Regions from separate parts of the Rattus norvegicus genome. Here region 2 is linked to region 1. Evidence: chromatin contacts called from public Hi-C data. All regions are on one chromosome and are shown on one strand. Each heading gives the region's core, a stretch centred on a gene start, on an enhancer-like site or on the middle of the called end of the contact. The rest is flanking DNA. Distances are from core to core; before and after follow the strand shown.

Region 1 (6,077 bases), core at 1,247-3,746:
GTCAAAAGTGCAGGCTCTTGTTCATAAATTTTGTAGTCCTCTAAGAGGAACTGGAGGTCAAGGTGCTGGGGGATCGGCTCAGCCAGTGAGAGCACTCGTTGCTCCTGCAGAGGATCCAAGTTTAACTCCCAACACCCACACGGAGGCTCACGGCCATCTGTGCATCCAGTTCTGGGTGATCAAATCCCTCTTCTGACCTCTGTGGGCATCAGGTGCACACATGGTGCTCATGCACACATCGGGGCAAAAACACAACGTGATAAAATAGTAAAACGAAAACATTTTTTAAATAAAAGGGAGACTCATTTACCAATTGTGAACATGCAGCAAAACGGCCACAATTTTCAAGCAAGGAAAAGAGCTCTCCCTAGAAACAGACTGTATCAGACCTTGGTCTTGGACTCCTTGCAGCGATCTGAAAGTAAGTTTCTGCACTGTTTTGCTAAGTTAACCTACATAGACCATGATGGATACACACCCAGTCCAGGTGATCCCAGCTTGATATTGCTTACTACTAACTGCAAATATATATATGTTATATATTATATTTTATATATTATATATTATATAGCCACAGCCGTGTGTACCAAGTAGAAAGTAAATAAAACTTGTTGATTTTCCCTAAAATGTAATAGGACAGGCTGCTTCATATCCTCTATACACCAACTCACTCATGGAATCTGGTCATAAATGCAAAAAGATTTTTAGATAGTCCCTTAAAATGGCCCCTTAACAATATAAAGAACAGTCCCTTCAGCAGGTAGAATTCACATTGCTACTTGAACTTAAAGTGACGACTCGTTAATATCTTTTCCTTGGGGTTTGCTTCTTGGGATAATACCTCCAATGATTTCATCATAGTTTAAGCACAATAAAATTTTACTTTATGCTCCAAGGCATGAATACTCTGTGTTATTCAATCAACAAAGTACTCAGCTTGTGACTACTGGAATAAAATTCGACAAGGGATATCACACACACAGCCCCAGAATGAGATGTAGAATGTTCTCTTACTTTAGAAACATCCCAGACATCTTCAGGTTTTTAAAACTGGTTTAAAAGGTAGGTGGGGGATGAACCAAGTGGGATTATTTCCCAAACCATTATCATATCGGACCCTTCCATGCCTCTTATAACTCTAAAGAGATCTAAGAACTTCACCAAACACCATTTCATTTCTTCCATACAATTTTCCTGGGGAAAGGACCCAGCCTCTAACATTACCTCAAAAAGAAGTAGAAAAAAAAAAAAAAAAAAGAATCCTCTCTTTACTCTGTTGCGCTGAATGAAAGCTCTCGTCTCACCGAGGCCAGCCAGGTTAAACCACCTTTCCCATCGTTTGCTCCACACCTATGTCTATCCTGCTGTCTCCAGTTGGCTTGATGCCCACCCGGTCCTTTGGTTTTATTTCCCAGGTATGCTTGCACTGTTTGCTTCTAACATTCCCCTTTTCTTGGTAGTTACCCTGCTCTTAATGTCACGGTTATATCAGAGTGGCTTTTGAAAGGCTATCTCATTTGACTATAACTCACCTCACTCATTCATCAAGAGAGCCCACCACACCCCCGCCCCCTCCCCGCTTTCCTCTCTATTCTTTGGAGCAACCTGACCTTACCAAGGTGCTGGAGCAGCAGCTGCCCGTCCCTTCTTCCCCTTTGTACTTTGGTCTAGAAACCGTAGATTTGGAGGCAGTACTTTTAAGCTTGTCAGATCATGTTCCCACACTACCATTCCCAGGTGATGTTAAAAAAAAAAAAATCTTTTCTATTCCCGCTTAAAACATGTGGTAAGAAATGGCGCCTACAGTAAGTGCACCCCAGAGAAAAATATTACATAAAACTCCCAACGGTCATTTGTGGACGTCAATTATTTTTGCTATTTCTGCCTCAAGTGGCAGAGTCTAGGCACCTGCTATGACCACTGTTTCTCCAGGAGCCTGCACCCCCTTGCACTCCTCACCTCTTGTATTCCTCTCCCCAAAACACCATTCCAAGCACCCCCTTTGCATATAACTTCCCCTCCAGCCCCCAGGATGGGGGTAAAGAATTGAAGTTTGCTCCATCCCATAGTCGTCTCAGCAGTCCATTCTCAAATTTCTCCCCGTTTGCTCGCAGAGCGCGGATGGGTAAGTTCTTCACCCCCTGCTAAAAGTTGCCTAAAATCCGCGCCTGGCCCTGGCACCGCCCGGCTCTCAGACTGAGCGAGGGCTGGCCGCCGAGGAGCCGCGATCCTCGGCTTATTTCTAAAGGCAGGCTCGCCTCCCGGAGCGGCGGAGGGAGGCCCCGCAGAGCGCGGCGTCCGCCCGGGGACAGCTCCGCCGGCCCCGGGCGGCCACCGACGCTTGAGCCGCGGCCTCCGGGCCACGCCGGGTCGCCGCGCGGCCGAGTCCAGCAGTGGCGGCGGCCCCCAGGGGATGGCGGCGGCCCGGCTCCGCCAGCAGGTGGCCCCGGGGTCCCGGCGGCGCCGCCCCCTCCGCCGGCGCGGCCCCTCCTCCCGCGGGGGCGGTCAGCGCCCCGGCCGCCGCTCCGCACCCGCCGCCGCCGCCCTCCCTCGGCTCGCCGCGTCTCCCGGGCCGCGTCCGCAGGCTGAGCCCAGGCGGGCCGCGGCGAGCACCCCGCAGCTCCGCGCCCCCACCCGGCCCGGCTCCCAGCGGAAAGTTGGGCTGCGGCGGGCTGCGTTCGGGAAAAAGCGAGGCGACATGAGGGGGCACCGAGGGGTCGCCTAAGACACCGGGAAGGCGGCGCCGCGCGCGGGGACAACTTCGCCCCGGGCGCGCAGCCCCCGGCCGGGCTCGCGGTGGTTCCTCCCGTCCCTCGGCCTCCCCTGCCGATCGCGACGCGGACCTTGGTCCTGGCGGCTCCGCGGCGGTGACACGAGCCCGCCTCAGCGGCCGCCTCAGTCTCCTGCCGTGCCGCCACCTTGCCCGCACCATGGAGTTCTCGGAGAGGAAAAGAAGCAGGAAATCCCAGAGCTTCAAACTGGTGAGCCGAGGTAAGCTGCCGGCCCGGGGACAGCGGCGGGAAGCCGGCGCCGCGCACCGCGCACTCGGCCCCGCGCGCCCCGGCCGCCCGCGGGCTCCACGCCGGGGGCGCGCCCGCCCCGACCCCCTCGTCCTCGCCCGAACCCGGGGCCCCCGCGGGCCGCACACGCCCCGCCGCGGGGAAAGTTGTGCCGGAGGGGGACCCACCGGGTGTTATTGAAGGTAAACAAGTCGGAGGGCACGTCAGGAAATTAGCAAACAATGACACCGGGGAGCGGAGCCCGCTCGGGGGTGCCGCCGCCGTGGCCGCCGCTGGGCTGGGGTGGCTGAGGGTTTGCCTGGCCGGCAGGCCGAGAATGGACTGGGATTTGTTTTTGTTTTCGTTTTTTTCCCCCCCACCCAAAGAGAAGGAGGGGAGAAAAAGATGATCATTGTTCTTTTTAAGAAGAATCAGCTCATTAGGGAATCGAAGCTCAAGGCAGAAATTGTTGACATACAGCATCTTTTCCAGTTGAGTGATTTGGGTGGAAAGGTAGTTTTAAGACTAGCTCGAATGCCAGCCAGACAAGTGTCATCATAAGAAAGAAAGAGAAAAATCCAGCTAGGTCCTGCAGACTAACAGGTGTACAGCACACTCTTCATAGGTGTTTATTTTGTCGGGGGAGGAGAAAGTTGAATAGTGTCTCCTCTGGGTTCTGTTTCTTGTTCGAGTCCTTCTTCCTGATTTGAATCTTTAAAAGAAAAATGATGACAACTCTAGATAAGGAACCCACCTGTCAAAATGTCGAGTATCACCTTAAAAAATGAGAGAGGTGATACCTTCGCACCCCACCCCACCCCACAGTGGCACAAGCCCTAATATGAGCCCACCCTCTTTAAATATCTTTGAATCAACTTGGGTCAAAGCCAAACCAGAGAAGCTGACCACTTTGCCTGGGTGATTTTTATCTAGCATTAGCATCTGAGGAAAGAGCCACATGGTTGTTCCAAGGGCCCCGGCAAAAGTCACGTGTAAACAGGTGACTATTGGAGGGTGGTTGCAAGGGACAGAGTTTTCCCAAACTGGGCTAAGCTGAAATGAGGATTTTATAAAGCTCACTTTTGGCTAGTCTGGAAATGGTTTAATTATAGACATTTTTGAGACTCTGCTCATCTGTGTTTCCCCTAATTTAGTTTTGTACTGTTTAACCATAGAGTAGTGCATGTATTCAAAATATTTGGCGACTCCTTGGTATCCACCTCCCCAGCAGGGGTGTTGACTCGAGTTTTGTACTTTGGAAGTGTCTCCATGTGTGATGGCCCTGTTGATACAATGTGTTCCATTCAGGAATAGAGGCTGCTTTCTTCCTTATGACCCAGGAAACTTAACTACTCTATCTTAAAAGAGAGGGTCGTTTTATCATGTTGTCCTGTGAGAGCTAAGGCAAACAACAAAAGACAAGCCCACCCAAACCTTGGATAGTTGTTGAGAAGGGATCTCTATTTTCATACCGGGGAGATCTTGCTTTGTAAAAAGCTACAGCACCAAAATGCTGTGGCTTCCACAGGAGACCGTAAGCTGTATTTGAAAATTTGATTAACATAAGGAGTTTTTCCTTTCTTTCTTTCTTTCTTTCTTTCTTTTTTTTTTTTATGCTGAGTGATTCTGCTATTCAGGTGCTTTTCAAATTTTTTTGGAAGATAAACTACTACAGGTTCAGTTAGGGCAATAATTGAATGCAAAAGATTCACTTAGGTGAAAGGTAAAAAAGTCTGGCTTCTTTTCAAAGTATACTTTTTAAAAACAGCACATCAATATCTTTTTTTTTTTAAAATACGGGCTTACTTTTAAGCTGAGATTTTCTGGGTAAACTGAGAAAAGAGGCAGTTCAGAAGCATACTATTGATGTGCTCACCAAAATGGGTTGTGGAAATAAATCTGGGAAACTCCATTGGCCTGTGATTTGGCAAGGTTTTCCTCTTTCTTTTCTTTCTTTTCACAAATATACTTGCTGTGAAAACTGTGGCCAAGCATACCTGCTTTGTAGAGGCCAAGTAACATTTCAAGGTCTTGTACTTCACAGTAAGCCAAGGTTTGACGATTACTATTAACTACAATTTCTGGGAGAGCTCTTGAAAATATACCTGTAAGTTATATATATGGGGACGGGAGTCTTTAATTGCTCATCCCTATATGTTGCAGTCATTAAAATTCTAATTTTCGGTTATTTTCTCATGCCAGATTATCACCATGAGGTGTATAAAATCTCAGAATTCAGCAACGATGTTAATGGGGAGACCAAAGAGACACAACCCATGTTCTTAGGTAGGTTCTTATATCAATTAATTTCTCGGCAAAAAAAAAAAAAAAAAGCATGGCGTGTGGCCATTTGTAATTTCAGGGGGGTGGGGGGGAGGAGATTGTGGGAGAACGGGAAGTGTCTGCCGCTGCTTAATGCATGACATTCTTTTCAAGACCTTTTATTTTACAGATTGCCAATATATCCCTTATTAACATTGCTAAAAGTTGTAATTTCAGACATAAATGTTTATTAGTGTCTACACACAGTGCTAATTATCACTCAGTCACAGAGCCAGATGCTGACTACGCAGTTTCGCCACTCGCCGCTCACCCCATTTACATTGCTTACTCGCTGGCATGCTTCACTAGCAATAGTTTGTGTAATTGGGGCATTACATCTTTGACATCTGGATAACAGAAATTCAATTTCCAGGAAGCCACTATTTGTTTGGTTTTGCTTCTGCCTTGGGTAGGATGGAGGATGGATGGGCTGTCTCATGATAATGTCCTCTCACCTCTATGGCCCGGTGGCTTCTCCTGCCATGACACAATTAAATGAAATCTATAGTTCAAACAGTGTAAGGAGAATAAAAGTGCGACTGTCTGCCCCCACACCTCGTGATGGTGCCTATTATTCCCCAAGAGCTTTGCGTTTGCTGGCTGTGTCTTCCTCACTAACGTTTGTGGTCAGGGAGGAAAGATGACTTTCTCCTGTCACCACCCTTCCTGGTTTACCTACCTCGGGGACAGAAGGAGCAAAGGCAGCATCCTCTAAACCTTCTGACAAGTGCCCACAGATATGTAGGTAGGCAAAAG
Region 2 (6,077 bases), core at 2,008-4,507, 220 kb before region 1:
TCAGCTGCTTCACCCTGGCTTTCTCCTCATTAGGGACACGCCTTACCTCACAGTCTGGAGGAGTCCTCTCCCATGGCTCACCCATGGGGGCTCTCCGTTGTTCATAGCAAACACTCAACAGGAAGAGCCTCTGCTTGCTCCCTCCCTCACATCACGTGTCCCTCATGTGACATCCATCCCTCCTTTCAGGACACCCCAAGGACCCGGGAGGACTCTACTGACAGAGTCCGCAGATTTCCACTCTTTGGCGCCCCTCTGACATGGCCCTTTGTAGCAATGACCACAGCTGACCATGCTTACCTTGGTGGGGTTTTGAGTCTGTGGTGCTGTGAGGCTCTAATCCAAACATCTGCTTCTGTGTAAGGCTCCCCTGCTCGGCTCCCCTCACTTGACTCTCCCCCTACATAGCTCCACTCTTGTCACTAGCCCTGACCTATTCCCCGGGTCCCCTCAGCTGCTATGAATATGCACCCCAAGGCAGCCTGACCCCACTGACCTCATCCCTTTCCTGCCCCTCACACACAGTAGTTCATCATCTTTGCAACTGACACTAACACTCCTGTGCCAATGCCTCCCCCTCCCCCACCCTCCACAAGCCAGGTCACCAACAGTCAGCCAACAGCTCCCGCGCTCTCCCACCTGCGCCCTTCTTGTTCCTTGCTGCTCTGCATCTTGGATTTACTCCTCACTTGCCAAGCATGCACGCCATTTTTGTAATTCCTACCTCCCTCTATAAACCCCTCCCAGAGCTTCCCACTCTCTGTTAGGCTGTGCCTCTTGGCCCTCCTTCCCTCCTCCTCTGTGTGGCCACTGAGCACCTTTCTGGAATGCTCAATGCTGATGACCCCCACCATCATTAGCCTGTACCTCTATCTACCTATCAGCTTCGCTTCTGTTCCCCTCTGACCATGCTCATCGAGAGCTCGCCCAGCCATGGTTGACTGCTTGTAAGGCCAGCTCCAGCAGCTTGAGAATAAGACTAATGAACGGGTTCAGAAGAAGAGACTGGGAGGGACGCAGAGCTACATATCCGAGGAAGTCTACGCATTTTCTGTGGGCCCAGATTTGTGCTTGGAAGAATGCCTACATATCGGGGCGGGGGAATGCCTTGAAGTGCGTATTCAGCTAAATCCCCACACTTAGCTGCTATGTTTTCAGGAGAATAAATATTAGATTTATCTCTTTGAACCTTGAGTTTTATGAACAAAAACTGAAATAAACAATGGGAAATTGGCGACAAGGGGCCGTCAGGAAGGCTATTATCTAGAAGAAGATTCTCTGGCTGGCCCTGAGGATGCCTCTCTCCCTGATGAGGACAACAGTTGCTACTTCCTGTCTTTGAAAGAACAATGGCGGCATGGATCTTATATGAGGTGCCCGGGCTAACACCTTAGTTCAGCTGGGTCCCCAGTCAACACGTAAAGCCTTCGAAATTCTGAACACCAGAGGCACTTGGCTGCAGAAACCCACCGCTTAGTATTCGAGTTATTATCGCCCCTCTTTGCTGCTGAAAGTCGGTGTTCCAAATGTGACATTTATGTTCATTACAAAATGAAACCACTGGCCCGTTTAATTAACATTTGCTGTAAATATTCAGTGAGTCCCAAGTGCCATGAGGTAGCTTCGAGAGAGCGGCAGAGGGGCAGGGGCCTGGCAGAGACTGTCTGATGTCATCTGGCTAGATTGAGGTCAGTGTGTTACAGCCTTAGCTCAAAGCTTCTGTGAGCTAAAGAGGAGGTGCCAGTCCCCCAGGCACACACAGGTCCAGATGCATAATCATTCGAGCAGTGAGCATGGAACGCATACCCCCCACTTCAGACTGGGATAAAACACCGAGTACCAAGTCCTCTGAGCCACTGTGGCTGTGTCATGGCTCCTGGAGCTTACAGAGCATCCTGGCTGGCTTTGACCTCAGCCTGGACAGTTGTTCCTTTCAGCGCAAAAGAAAGCACTAGGATCATCCCTGGCGTGTGTGGAAAGTAACTTATTTTAAGATATACATTTTGAGGGCTGGAGAGATGGCTGGAGGAGGGGTAAGACCGCTACATAAGCATGATCAGCTTAGAGTTATGGTTAAGGGGGAAGGTTTTCCAGTACAGGTATGAGGAAGAAAACAGCCAGAAGCATCCGGAAGAGCACAGAGCAGAGAATGTAGTAGACAGAACATGGCCGTCAGACTGGACTTGACCGTGGCGGGAGGGGGAGAAAGAAAGAGGAGGAGAAGGAAGGGAGGGGGAGAGAAAGAGAGAGAGAGAGAGAGAGAGAGAGAGATAGAGATAGAGAGAGAGAGAGAGAGAGAGAGAGAGAGAGAGAGAGAGAGAGAGAGGTATCTGGGGGAGGGAAGCCCATGAGCTGAAGAAGGGGGATGCTAACAAGAGACAGCAAGGGCTCTGACATTGTAACAGGTAGTTGTGCTTCTGGGAGCCTGGGAGCCACCATACACTTTAGTTTACTAACAAGCACCAGTGACAAGGGGATGGCTCTTTGGTAGAGGGGAACCAGCTTCCTGCGTTCCTGAGGAATGCTGACTTTTGTCTAGCCACCAGAATCTGGGGAAATGGAGTCTCCTTTGGTCCTGACAGTAGCCAAGCCTGAGTTCTGTCCCTGGAACCCAGGAGGTGGAAGGAGGAGAAACAACTCTGCCTCGCTCCCCTCTGACCTGCACAGACACATGTGCATGTACACAGAGGTGTTGATTTTGCTATTCAAGTGTGATGAAGCCAACAGATCAAGTGTTGAAAAGTGGCCTGTGACAGCTACCGAGAGAAGGGGTGACGTCACTGGGTGCTGGGAGTGTCTGGAGGCAAAGGGGGAGGGGAAGGGGAAAGAAAGCAGTATTCTTTATTGAGGTTCCTATGGAAAGTCATTGATGAGTTGGGTAAACAGGCTTGGTGACCTAGGGACTTTGCCATGTCATCTGGAACACGTCTCTGGTCAGAAGAGTAGGGGAACGTGAGAGGAGAAGCAGCAGCATTTGAGAGTCAGCAGAGGTTGTAGAAGCGAGGCTTTGGGCCTGTTAGTCATAAGTGAGAATTAGAGCTGGTTATCATAACAGCTTACTAGCTCTATGAACTGGCTAACTCTGGAGACAGCAAGGCTCAGACACTCCCGAGTTGTAAAGATGCAGTTAATGCAGAACAGACTTGGGATTGCCTGTGTAGACCCTTGCAAAGGAAGGGTCGGTCTTTCCTTTCCCCTGGCTCACTCAGAAACTCAGAAGGTTCTTTGTAAACTGAAAGCCATCCCTTCCCTACATTGGGCAGTTTAGAGGAGCAACAGTGCCCCCTAGTGACACAGAGGAACACAGACCAGCCGTTCATAAAAGCAGGAAACCAAACTCGGTTTTCTCCAGAGCGGGAGGGAGGAAAGGACGATCTCAACTTAGCATGCAAACCATCAACTCTCCTCGCTTCCCCAGAAATCTCCCCAAACCTGTGTCTGCCCAGGGTGTGAATGGAGATGTCTCGGGTCTGTTTTCATCCAGACATTTCCCTTCAGTTTTCTGTGATAGAAAAGTTCAGGATGAATTAAACATCCAAGGTTATGAGCAAACACATGACAGGCCTTGAGCTTCTAGGAGTTTCCAGTCTGATGTCTTGGTGATAAAGGTTAATAGGAAACTGCTTTCCAATTTCTGTCAAAGGAAGATCCACCCCCTCCCCTCCCTCTCTCCCTCCCCCTCCTCCTCTCCCTCCCTTTTTCCTTCCCCTCCCTCTCCCTCTCTTCCTCTCCCCCTTCCCTTTCTCCTCCCTCCCCCTCTCCCAGAACATGCTTGTCATTTCTGCACCCTCCCTGGGGTCTTCTGTCAGTTGGTAGAGACCCGTGGAAGTGGAAACGGTGGCCTGAGACAGCAGTGCTGCCGCCTCATTTATTTCTCCATTAATACAACACTGAAGGGAGAAATGAGTTTTGGGTTCTCATAAAATATTCTTCAGGAGGAAGCAGGGGCTGAGGGTGGGGGGCACGAAGAACCTCTCTATGTTTTAGTTGAGGGCTAAGGCAAACGGGATAAAGACACCGGACTTGGAAAATTAGGCTATTTCAGACCCTGTGGATCTCCACTCAAAAATTACTATAGTGGTAACCCCTCCCTGTCGGGCCTGGGAGGTGATTTTCTTATCGTTAAGATACAAGCCAATCAGCAGCCTTGCTTTAACCACTGTCTGTGTGGACAGTAAGAGACGGGAAGTAACACGAAGCCTGGCTGTGTGGAGGGTGAGACCCCCCCAACACCTATAGTTTTATGACACTTTGGTTATCGTTTGTTCTTACTCTTTCTCTGTTGATGTGGCTTAAATCTGAATTACACACATACACACACACACACACACACACACATACCCACATGTACTTGCACATACACAGAGACACATACAGATATATACTGCACACATACACAGACACATGCACACATACACATATACTTACACACAGAGACACAAACACAGTCTCACACACACAGACACATACATAGATACACACTCTCTCACACACACATACATAGATATACACACAAACACACATATACACATGCATACACAGAGAGACACACACAGACATACACTAACACACACATGCACACACAGACACATATACAGACACACACACACTCACATGCTTGCACACACCCTGACTAGTTTATTTGAACATTTGGACCCCAATTGGTGCTGCCATTCGGGGACATTGTGGAACCCTTGTGACATGGGGCTGGAGGTAAACCTTGGAGGATATATTTGCCCCAGTTCCAGCCTGAGCTCTGTGCTTCCTAATCTAGCTACCAAATCATGAACAAACCATTCTGAAAGCCTGCTCAGCTGCTATGCCTTCTCCACCATGCTGGACCAAACATCGACCCCAAACAAGTCCTTCCCCATTCTGTTGCTTCTGTGAGGTGTTCCCTCACAGTGACAAGAAAAAAACCAATACTCTGACCGAGTGACAGGAAAGGAAGTCTGACCAAGATGGGACAGAGTGGAGGACAGCTAAGCATCAAAGTTAGCAGTTAGTTATGTCAGGCTCTGTACTTGATCTTGAGGCACAAAGATAACCATGGTATGCCCCAGCCCTCCAGGAGGCCACAGTTGTCAGAAATGACAGGGCTGAGAGAAGAGTGCTGAGCCCTGTCTGCAATGGCCCAGGAGCTCAGTAGAGAGGCTTTGTTTGCATGAACAGTGGAGCTGAAGTCGGGGGTAGCAGGAGCTATAGAAATGGCCTATGTAGGGCACTTTCAAGCTGAGGGATGGAGGGAGAGGGGTCATTTGGGGGAGTGGAGGTGACCCTCTGTAGACCAGCTTGAACAGAAGCACATCTGAAAAGGCCATGTGTACCATTTGTCAAGTGATTTCTGAGCCAGCATAAACTTGCAGGAGTGGAGTCTCATATCCACACAGTTGGCCATAACCCCACTGTGTCCGTGTCTCACTATTAAAACAGAAAATGGCATCAGAACAATAGCAGACACCTCCAAGGGCTGACAGTGACCTTTCCACTATGTGATAATTTCAAGTCTACGTTTGTAGAGTCTGAAATAGCTTGATTTTCAAAGTACTTCCTTGTCCGGGTCACTTTTATTCCTCACGGTTCCCCTCACAGTCTCTTCTTTCCGCTCACTTCGTTATTCCGGCTTCCCTTTAGCAAAGATAGGGCAGCTAGAGACCAACCAGTCCCCTCTCAAGGGTTTTGCAAATGAGGACCATTCTCTAATCCTTGGGAATTTTGTCAACCCTGACTTTGCAAGAAGCTGCTGTCGTCCATTGATGGAGATGACCTGCCCGGCTCTTGAGAGACACCAGGTTCACGGACAGCTGTCCACAAACCCGCACCACATTCACCACAGCAGCCTCTTCACACATTTGTAAAATGGCGGTGGGTATCAGTCTACAGATGAGAGGTTCATGGGACTGGCCTGGGTGCGGTTTCTCTATTGCAAGGAGGGATTTTTGCTGTTCTGGTTGTTTTGTTTTGTTTTTGGAGATAAGGTTCTGTGTAGCCCAGGCTGCCCTCAAACTCTTGCTATGTAGCTAAGGAGGACTTTGAGCTTCATTTCTCCTGCCGGGACCTCCCACAGCTGGGGTTAC

What was found. Hi-C and Micro-C count contacts between places; a contact is called where the count stands out from the background.
Region 2: a contact with region 1 is called in a Hi-C map of Schwann cells, with 6 times the contacts expected there. The contact joins the enhancer-like site here to the promoter of Bend7 in region 1. A contact is called at or near these places in 2 of 12 Hi-C or Micro-C datasets (Schwann cells and mammary epithelial cells).

What each region holds. Positions count from the first base shown.
Region 1 is chr17:78,471,878-78,477,954 of GRCr8, reverse strand. It overlaps Bend7 (BEN domain containing 7), which reads left to right and starts at 2,496. Exons shown (of 8, transcript XM_039096483.2): 1 at 2,496-2,991. The coding sequence starts at 2,931.
Region 2 is chr17:78,696,036-78,702,112 of GRCr8, reverse strand. The region is part of intron 4 of Frmd4a (FERM domain containing 4A); the gene reads left to right. It overlaps LOC134482745 (a long non-coding RNA gene), which reads right to left and starts at 611. Exons shown (of 2, transcript XR_010059262.1): 1 at 301-611. Within about 2 kb of position 3,257, at least 8 of the 93 cell types and tissues checked have an H3K27ac peak or open chromatin away from gene starts, as enhancers often do. A contact at or near this core is called in Schwann cells, where this site is marked.